Regions from separate parts of the Sus scrofa genome. Here region 1 is linked to region 2. A link is a contact called in public targeted proximity ligation data. All regions are on one chromosome and are shown on one strand. The core of a region is the stretch at or near the end of the contact, and the rest is flanking DNA. Distances in the headings are between cores, read along the strand shown. Region 1 has its middle 300 kb from the start of RUNX1T1. Region 2 has its middle 330 kb from the start of FAM92A.

Region 1 (4,837 bases), core at 631-3,130, 980 kb before region 2:
CTTCCATTTACCTCATTTGTGTTTTCTCAGCCCTATATTTCTGTATAACTTTCACCACAGAATCAAAAGTAGGATTGTGCACTCAATGCCATTGTCATCTTCTTGGACTTAGACCATCATTCTACATATCAGATCTTTGGATGAACATTTATTTTTTATTTTGTTATTTATTATATTCAATATATATCCCAGATTTTTTTTACTAGTTTGATCTGCTTATTATCAATTAACAACCAAGCTTGTACATTTCCAAAATTTAGCAATACCATTGGCCCTTGAGCAACAGAGGTTTGAACTGTGTGCGTCCTCTTTCAGCCTTTTTTTCCATAAATATACAGTCAACCCTCATATGCACAGGTTTCACATCTGAGGATTCAACTAACCATGGGGTGAAATTTCTATCCACAGTCGTTTGAATTCATGGATGCAAAACCCCTTAGGTACGGAGTGCCGATTGTACTCGGCCATTTTTCATAAGGAACTTGAGCACCCCAGGATTTTGGTATAGCCGGGCATCCTGAAATCAGTTCCCTGCAATATCAAGGGAAGAGTGTACTGAAAAATTGGCTTATTTTCCATATTTTGGATTTGCCACTTGTTTGGCAGCTTCAGAAAAACCAAGTTTCTTAGGATAATTAGACCAAGTCTTTGAAACTACAATCTCCAGGGGTTGTCAACACCTGGCTTTATCAATATATCTAAGAAATTGTGTAAGGGCTTTCATACACGTTAAGTTGATGTAAAAAAAATAAATATACTGTGATTACATGGATAACCTACCAGTGAACTAAAACACCTCTTTCCTTCACATGAAAGTCTTGGGCAGACATTCTTTCTCTTATTTGTCATGAACTGTTATTTCTCATAAGCTTGAAATAGGTAAAAAGAGGACATCAAAGTAGCTCACAGTTTGAAGGACTTTATGCATAATTTCCTGTTAGATTGATTTTATGGAATGTAAGTATGGATCATAGTTTCACCACAGTTTATCACTTCTGAGAATCAAGATCAAGTAAACAGTAAAGGAATTAAAAAAAAACATAAAAATCTTCAGAGGATTGATTGAGATTCTCCTATACCTGGTGGTAGAGCTATTGAACCCCAAAAGACTCATACACCTCCTAATCACAAATATTCTGCAGGCATTGATTTATTGGATTCTTTCCACCAGCTGTTTAGAGGGTACAGAAAATGCACCAAGCTTTGCTGGTGACCCCCAAGTGCTTTAATTCCTATGCATGCATATTTTCACATTATTACAGAAAGGTTTCATTTGCAATTTACAGGCTGAGTAGCAATGAGTCCGTTTCACAGAGGTCAGTGATTTCACCATTCCTCCTAGTGATGGAATTATAGTTTAAACAGCTGGAGCACTGTCCCAGGAGGGACACCGGGGTATGGCTCCTTAACGGCAGAATAAATCCATCAGACATATTTCATGTGTCTGATAACATTAATAGATACCAGGACTGTTTAAATATTTAATGAACTCACTCAGAGGCTGTTTACCAAGGGGGAAAAAAGAGCTATCAGAAGGGATGATCACATCCTTTTGATCTACAATGACAACAACAAAACCGAAATCTCAGCCAATGACTTCTCTTCCTTGCTGCAAACTCCATCAGGGGAACCCTTTTGCTACATGACATGTTTCATTTCCACAGTGTGCCTGAGAGTGTTTTCAGTTTTGCAGTTCAAAAGTTAATCATTTCCATGCGGCTCACTACTTAATAGAGATGCCAGAAGTCATAGAGTAGTTTTCAGTTGGGATGGAGAAAAAGGAGAGAAAAGACAATCAGAGACGCATAGAACAAGCAAATGGCGTGCTGAACACAGATCCCCAGAGGCCCTTGGTGTGTTAATGAGGGAGCAAGCCTGATGTAAGTGTGGCTCCTGGCTACCTTTGGTAATAGTCCTTGGGACAATCGCTTGGTAAACACTTCTTTCTGGATATGAATAATGGTCATTGTAAAAAAAAAAAAAAATCACAGCCTGATATTTGGCATAAGTTTATTTTAGTCTGAGAGCAATTTTGTTTTGGTTTACGAAATTTCACTAAATGTGGTTTGGCCAGGCGGAATAAAAATGGTTTTATTTTGTGGTTTCAGATGCCTGTTTGGTCATGCAAAAATGAAACAATAGCTAACTTTCAAATGGTGGGAAATTGCTAGCTCTAGGTCCTTACTGTCTGTTGGCACTAACAAACACTTATGTTGGAAAACGGTCTATGGCACACTTTCCAGAGCATTTTTTCCTCAATTGTATTGACTATAACCCTAATCCAGTTCTCTTTATGGGATCAAGGCTATGCCTAAGCCTTGTGTACACCATCTTGGTCTGCTCTAATACCTGAAAAGCTCAGCCTAGATTAGAATAAATTAAGGGTGCCTCCTAGACCTGGTTGAAAATTTCTGGCTGTTTGGCAATTTCAAACTGAGTGTAGACAGGAAAAAAGTCATGGCAATTTTCTTTGGGGACTAAGAGAGTATGTTGGCTTAATTAAAAATGGATACATTTTCGAACATCTCAAATGAATGCCATTAGCATTATTTATACTCTGTTTTCGCTCAATTCTGTTTTCCTATAGGTCTGTAATTTGTAATAAGAGCATAAGAAAGCAGATGGTGAATTTCCTGAGTGCATAGTGTTGCTCTACTTTTTGAAGGGCTGTCATTCTCAGAAATGAAAGACTTACACTAGACCATACCTTTCCAAACAAATCATTTTCAAGTATATAAATAGCATAATTAATCACAATGGAAATATAAAATGTTTAATCAGTAGCAGATGGACCGAAACAAAGAAATCTTATGTATAAGACTACTTGAAATGTTTAAAGTTGCCTACTTTTAATGTTTGTAAAAATGGATTTTAGGGATCATGTTTTCATTTAAACTTTATTGTTACAATTTTATTCCTTTTTTTCCCCAAAAAGATTAAGCAGCCATTTAGCTGCTGTTTTAGGAAAGCAATGGAGTCACTGCCCGGCATAAGAGAAAAGCTATCTAAACTGCACATTTACCAGGGAACAGTTTAAATTATCCAAATTCTCCCTTTCATAGTAACTAATGATAAAATTTCCTCATGATCTTGAGAAGTAACCTGGGAGAGACATTATGTGGGAAAACGTAGCTGGTATACCAAAGGCACAAATCTTTGATCTTGATCATCATTTTAAATCTTTTAAGTAAGTGTGTTTTAGAAAGAGAAAATTCTGACAGTAAAGGAGCAAAACCTCCTTTTGGAAATTGGGTCTGGTTTGGACTAAACTCTGCAGCAATAAAAGCTGAAACTAATTTCCAGATGGAATAAATTGGTTCCAGAGTTTCTGAAATTTTGGCCAGCATGTTGCACAGCTGAAGTTGATCCTTGTTTAGAACTGTTACAAAGGGCAGGGAAGGGGGGCTGCTCTATGGGGATACATCTCCCAAGAGATCATAGGGCTGGCAGTTAGTGTGGTCCTGTTTGCTTCAGCCATCCATTTCTTTGTGCTTCAAAGGGTGGTGCTTCTAATCAAGTCTCTGAGCCTGATGGGTACTCTACTTCTGTCCCTATAGTTTGCCAGACAGTCTGACAGACACAGTCTGTCAAGGTAAAGTACGCATTCACCATACCTTTGGTCGCATTCTGAATCCACTGAAGTGGGACAAAGGGATGAGGGCCTGAAAACTGACAGCCCTTCTCCTAGAAAAAAGGCAGAAGATGTTTTGGAGGACATCCTAGAAAATAATTTTGAAACATCTTCAAGTAGATGTAGGCTAGGAGTTTCTGCTGTAGGCACAGTAGGTTAAAAATCCTACTGCAATGTCTCGGGTCACTACAGAGGCATGGTTTGATCCCTGGCCCTATGCAGTGAGTGGGTTACATGATCCTGCATTGCCATGGCTGCAGCATAGGTTGCAATCCCCCGCCCAGGGAACTTCTATATGCTGCACATGCAGCCTAATTTTTTTTTTTTAAAGTAGACATAGGCTCTACTTCCTTCTCACCGTATCATCATGCCGCGAGGACTAGAAGAGCATCTGGGAGTTCCAGTTGTGGCACAGTGGAAATAAATCTAATAACCATAAGGATGCAGGTTTGATCCCTGGCCTCACTTAGTGGGTCAGGGATCTGTCATTGCCATGAGCTGTGATGTAGGTTGCAGATGCAGCTTGGATCCTGAGTTGCTGTGGCGGCAGTGTAGGCCAACACCAATTCCACCTCCAGCCTGGGAATTTCCATATGCCTCAGATCCAGCCATAAAAAGCAAAAAAAAAAAAAAAAATAAATAAAAGAGCACCTGATGGTGTTACAACCAGCTCACTGGGAGAGGGAGCGGTTAATATCCTATGCTCAGTGTCACAGCAATGATGTGGATCATATCAGGGTATGACCTTTTTCTTACCTTCCTCCTGAGCATGGCCCCCCAAATGAAACCTTGATTAATGAACTTTGAGTAAATGCCTATCTGGAAAATTTTTGACATCTAGGTGAACTAAGGATTTTTTAAAAAACACTTAAAATGTGTCTTCATGGTTTTCAAGGGTTTTAATTCTCTGCTTATTCTACTAACCTTCTTGGATGATTTTGAGTGGTTAAAATTTCCCTCTTCCTTTTCACCCATTTAAGAAGAATTATGAAATCTGAATTTCTTTCCCACAATTCTAGAGAATTTACGCAATCTGAAATAGTGCAACTTTTTCTCTTTATCTGTTATTATGTTTAGTGTAATTCTGCTCAGAAGGCAGTTTTAGGTGGGGTACATGTATGGCAGGAGAGATTGTATGAAGGCCTCTCTAAGAAAGTGACACCACCAGGCATTCCCCAGCCCAAATCAGGTACCTGGAACTCATTC
Region 2 (4,609 bases), core at 1,981-4,480:
TTTTTTTCTTCTTTTTTTTTTTTTTTTGGTCTTTTTGTCTCTTTGTCTTTTTTAGGACTAAATCCATAGCATATGGAAGTTCCCAGGCTAGGGCTCCAAACAGAGCTGTAACTGCCAGTTCCCAGGCTAGGGCTCCAATCAGAGCTGTAACTGCCAGCCTATGCCAGAGCCACAGCAATGTGGGATCCGAGCCACATCTGCAAATTACACCACAGATCACGGCAATGCAGGATCCTTAACCCACTGAGCGAGGCCAGGGATCAAACCCGCATCTTCATGGATTCTAGCTGGGTTCGTTAACCACTGAGCCACAACTGGAACTCCCACTCCACCATTCTTTTATTTCACTGTGTTATATCTTTTTTACCATCATCCTTTTTCCAAATATGTCTTAAAAATGACAATGTGATCACATGTATAAAATGAGTATAAGCATAATGACAAATTGTATCTTTCACAGGTGACCACAACAATAGTGTCCATTCCATGTGTTCTTCTTAAACTTCCCCTTGCCTCTGACCAATACAATGCATCAAAAGTGACATCCTAGAATGTAAGAAGCAAGATCAAAAGGAGACTTGGAATGCTAGCTGTTGGGATGCTTCTTTGAGGAGCCCAACTACCATGGCTGTGAGAAGCCCAAGACACACGAAGAAGCCGCTAGAACACCTGCAGGTGCTTCAGTCCACAATCCAAGCTAAACTCCTAGCTGATGGCCATCATCACACCAGCCACATGAGTGCATCAGCCTGTCAAGACTTTAGATGGGAGAAACCCAAGGGCAAAGCATCCAACTTAGCCCTGACAATGTACAGAACCATGAGAGAAAATAATAAATTATCTTAGTGATGATTGGTACATAACACTATATAACCAGAACAAGTATTAAGACACTCAACCAAATGATCTGATTCCTGGTTTGTTGTTCTTGTCTTTATTTACCAGACGTTGTTCTTCTGATTCAGAGTAATCAGTCTGTATAATTGGTCAGCTGATTGAGCAATAGGAGGAGTTATTTTAACTCCTTTGGGCCATTGTTTCCATTTAGATGTTATTAAGTTAGTACTAGATAAAAGTGTTCACTGCTAATCTGCCATCTGAAAGAGCTAACACACTTCTAAAGACTTTACTTATTTATTTATTTATTTTGTTTTTTTAGGCTGCACATGTGGCATATGGAAGTTCCCAGGCTACGGGTCAGATCAGAGCTGTAGCTATCAGCCTACACCACAGCCACAGAAACACAGGATCCAAACTGCTTCTGCAACCTACACCACGCTCACAGCAACACCAGATCCTTAATCCACTGAGTGAGACCAGAGATCAAACCTGCGTCCTCATGGATACTAGTCGGTTTTGTTACTGCTGAGCCACAATGGGAACTCCATAAAGGCTCTTAACATAGTCTTCAATAACACAGACTGGAAAGGGATGTTCTACCAATAAACCTAGTTAAGTTCTAGTTCTCCAAAATTAGCTTGCCAACACCACCCATCTAAGAGTATCCCTCACAGCTTCATTTCTCTAGATTCACAGTAAGTAAGCCTTAAGATGTCTCTTCAAACACTGTTTAGTCTACAAAGAAACAATTTCGTACTTGTCTACGCAACTATTTGCATGCATCTGCCCATCCTGAGAAGCTGTTTCCAGACAGAAGCTAACAGCAAAAAACTGACTAATGGATAAGTCACACAATCAATTTTTAGGCATAGTATTATTTTTCCTTTTGTCTTTTGGAATCATTGTTTAGCAAACAAACAGCAAACCTGAAAAGCTATTAAAATAGTCAACTCCTATCTATTTTCATAATCCCACAATGACTATCTGACCAATGACATATGTGCACATACTCGTACACATGAAAGTAGTGTATGGAGAGGTTCCGTTGTGGCACAGCAGAAACGAATCTGACTTGGAACCATGAGGTTTCAGGTTCGATCCCTGGCCTCACTCAGTGGGTTAAGGATCCTGCATTGTCATGAGCTGTGGTGTAGATTGCAGATGTTGCTCGGATCTGGTGATGCTATGGCTGTGGTGTAGGCCAGCAGCTATAGCTCTGTTTAGACCTCTAGCCTGGGAACCTCCATATGCCAGTGGTGTGGCCGTAAAAAGACAAAAAAAAAGTAGTATATGCATGGTACCTGAGATGGAGTCAGGATCCAAGAAATACGTATTGAATAACTGAAAAACACTAGAAGCCATTAGTGCTTCAAAAAGGAAAAGTTCTTAGGAAGGAATCTGATCATCTACCAAAATAACTTTACTTTATACTCTGTAACACACAATAACCAAAACCAATATTGAAGTTCTGGTAAGTCTGGAGTTCCCGTTGTATGGCTCAGCAGGTTAAAAACCTGACTCAGTATCCACGAGGATGCAGGTTTGATCCCTGGCTTCACTCAGTGGATTAAGGACCCGGCATCACCTTGAGCTGTGGCATAGATGCAGCTTAGATCCAGTGTGGCTGTGGCTGTGGCATAGGCCATCAGCTGCAGCTCCAATTTGACCCCTAGCCTGGGAACTTCCATTTGCTCCCAGTGTGACTGTAAAAAGAATAAAAAGTAATTCTGGTAAGTTTGAGCAAGCCTCCTATGTTTTATATCTGCCTATCCTGTTTCTCTCAACTATCAAAGTTACACACTGGCTTTTTAGTAGAGCATGCTATGTTTTGGAAGAATGCCTTGTGAGATTAAGTTATGTTTTGTGTTAGGAAAATCATTAGGACTCATCATTCCAGTCTAACTTCCTTCACAACACAGCTTTCTATGTAAAATATCCCATTTAGAGATTGTCCAGCCTCTACCAACCTAAATTATTTTCTCATCACACACTCTCCTTCCTTCTCTCTCTCTTTCTCTCTCTCTATCACACACACACACATAAACACACACACATTTACTTCACAAATACGCTTTCAATGCATTTTCTGTTCATCTCCAGTCTCTTACTGTCAATGGGAATTTGTGTCTGGAATTAGGGCCATTCACTGTGAATTCACAAACAGCTTACAAGTTCTCCAAGTCAGCAACTATCAGATCTGTTGCAGAAATCCTACCAGACATGATTTCTGGAGAACAGCCAGGAGGGCTGAGAATCTGTTGTGAGTTAGCCAGACTGTTTCCATTGAGCACATCTGACTCTGCTAACATTTAAGATCATGTATCTCCCTAACCCAGAGCTTGTGACTTGCCAGCTGGGATAAATAGGGCAGCACAAGTCCTGAGCCTGGGCCCGAGGGTTATGCTTTCTAAACAGAATCAGATCATGGACTTGGACTTCCCTTCCTCCTAAGGGATAAGGATGATTCAGGCTAAAGCAGCTGAGAAGCATGGAAATCATTAGGCAGCTAAACTGTACACAACCACCAAAGATTAAGAACTCTCAGTAAACAAAATGGCCAGCATTTCTCATTTCCCAAGGTCCCCAAACTGAGAAACACAGCCAAGAGGACCCTTGGCCGCCCTCAATCCAACTCTCTCCTTCCGCAGGACAGGAGGTGAGTGCTTAGAATTACACTGTTACTCACAGCCCAGCAAAGACCAGATCCAGACCTCCTTCCTCCGTACCCAGTGGTTTCTCCACCACTAAATGGCAGCTCCTTCCTTCCCGCTTCTCTCCAAAGCACCACTTCCTGGTCCTGCCTTCCCTGCTTTCTTGGACTCTACTCACAGCCTAATTCCAGGGTGAGAGTGACCATGTAGTCTGGGCATTCCATGGGATCTACCTTTTCCTACCCTCTTCTGTTCTCTGGACGTTTTGTTTCCTGATGCCATTTTAACATTAGTAGGGGCTGTTCTATCCATACCAGTCTTACAATTAATTGATTAGTATGGAAATGAGGATTTATCAATCCCCAGCTCTTCTCCATGGGGAGGTGCCACCCCTTCCCAAAAGGGGACCTTACATGTATAGGGACGTTTCACTCATTGCCGCATCGAATGGAGGACACTACCAACATTTTGTGGGTAGGGCCTGCAAAGCCCAGGACATTTCTGTACAGAAAATCATCCCCCTCCCCCCAAATGTCAGTAGCACTCCCTTGAGAAACACTGACAGAGTTGCTTACCTAAGGAAGAATCCTTCTTCCTCTTCCCTGCACATCTGTCAGACAGGGGAGGCAGGACAGAGTGGAGAAAGCATGGGAATCTGGGTAGAGGGCTCAGGTTCCCAACACAGCTCCCCTGGTGACAACTGGACCTGGACAAATCACAACTTTTCTGAGTCTGCTTTGTCATCTTAAAGTGAGGGCAAAACACCAATTCAAGGAATGGTTGTAAGGCCTAAATGAGAATGTACATAAAATTGTAAGTAGAGAAATACAGAGGATTTTACTTACTGGCTTCCAAAAAAAAAAAAAAAAAGAAAGATAAAGGAGGATGGACACTGTTTCATTGGGAATCTGGTAGAAAAGGGTGCCCCAGAGGGACCCATGCAGGGATTTTTTTGAAGACTCAGGAAGCATGTGTATGATCCTGGGTGTCTGGGGCCAGGGAGCAGTAGAAGGGGAAGGCGAGTTTGAAAGCCAACTGCCAGCAGGACACTAGCAAAATAGTTTAACTGTGCAAAGTAACCTCCAAACCTTCAGGAAAAGTCATAGAAAAACATGGTA

What was found.
Region 1: a contact with region 2 is called in a targeted proximity ligation map of skeletal muscle, with 8 times the contacts expected there. A contact is called at or near these places in 2 of 47 Hi-C or Micro-C datasets (heart right ventricle and skeletal muscle) and 1 of 2 datasets of targeted methods (skeletal muscle).

Annotation. Positions count from the first base shown.
Region 1 is chr4:44,295,089-44,299,925 of Sscrofa11.1, reverse strand. No RefSeq gene overlaps it. Among named protein-coding and RNA genes, the nearest start is that of RUNX1T1, 300 kb to the left of the region's middle.
Region 2 is chr4:43,315,557-43,320,165 of Sscrofa11.1, reverse strand. No RefSeq gene overlaps it. Among named protein-coding and RNA genes, the nearest start is that of FAM92A, 330 kb to the right of the region's middle.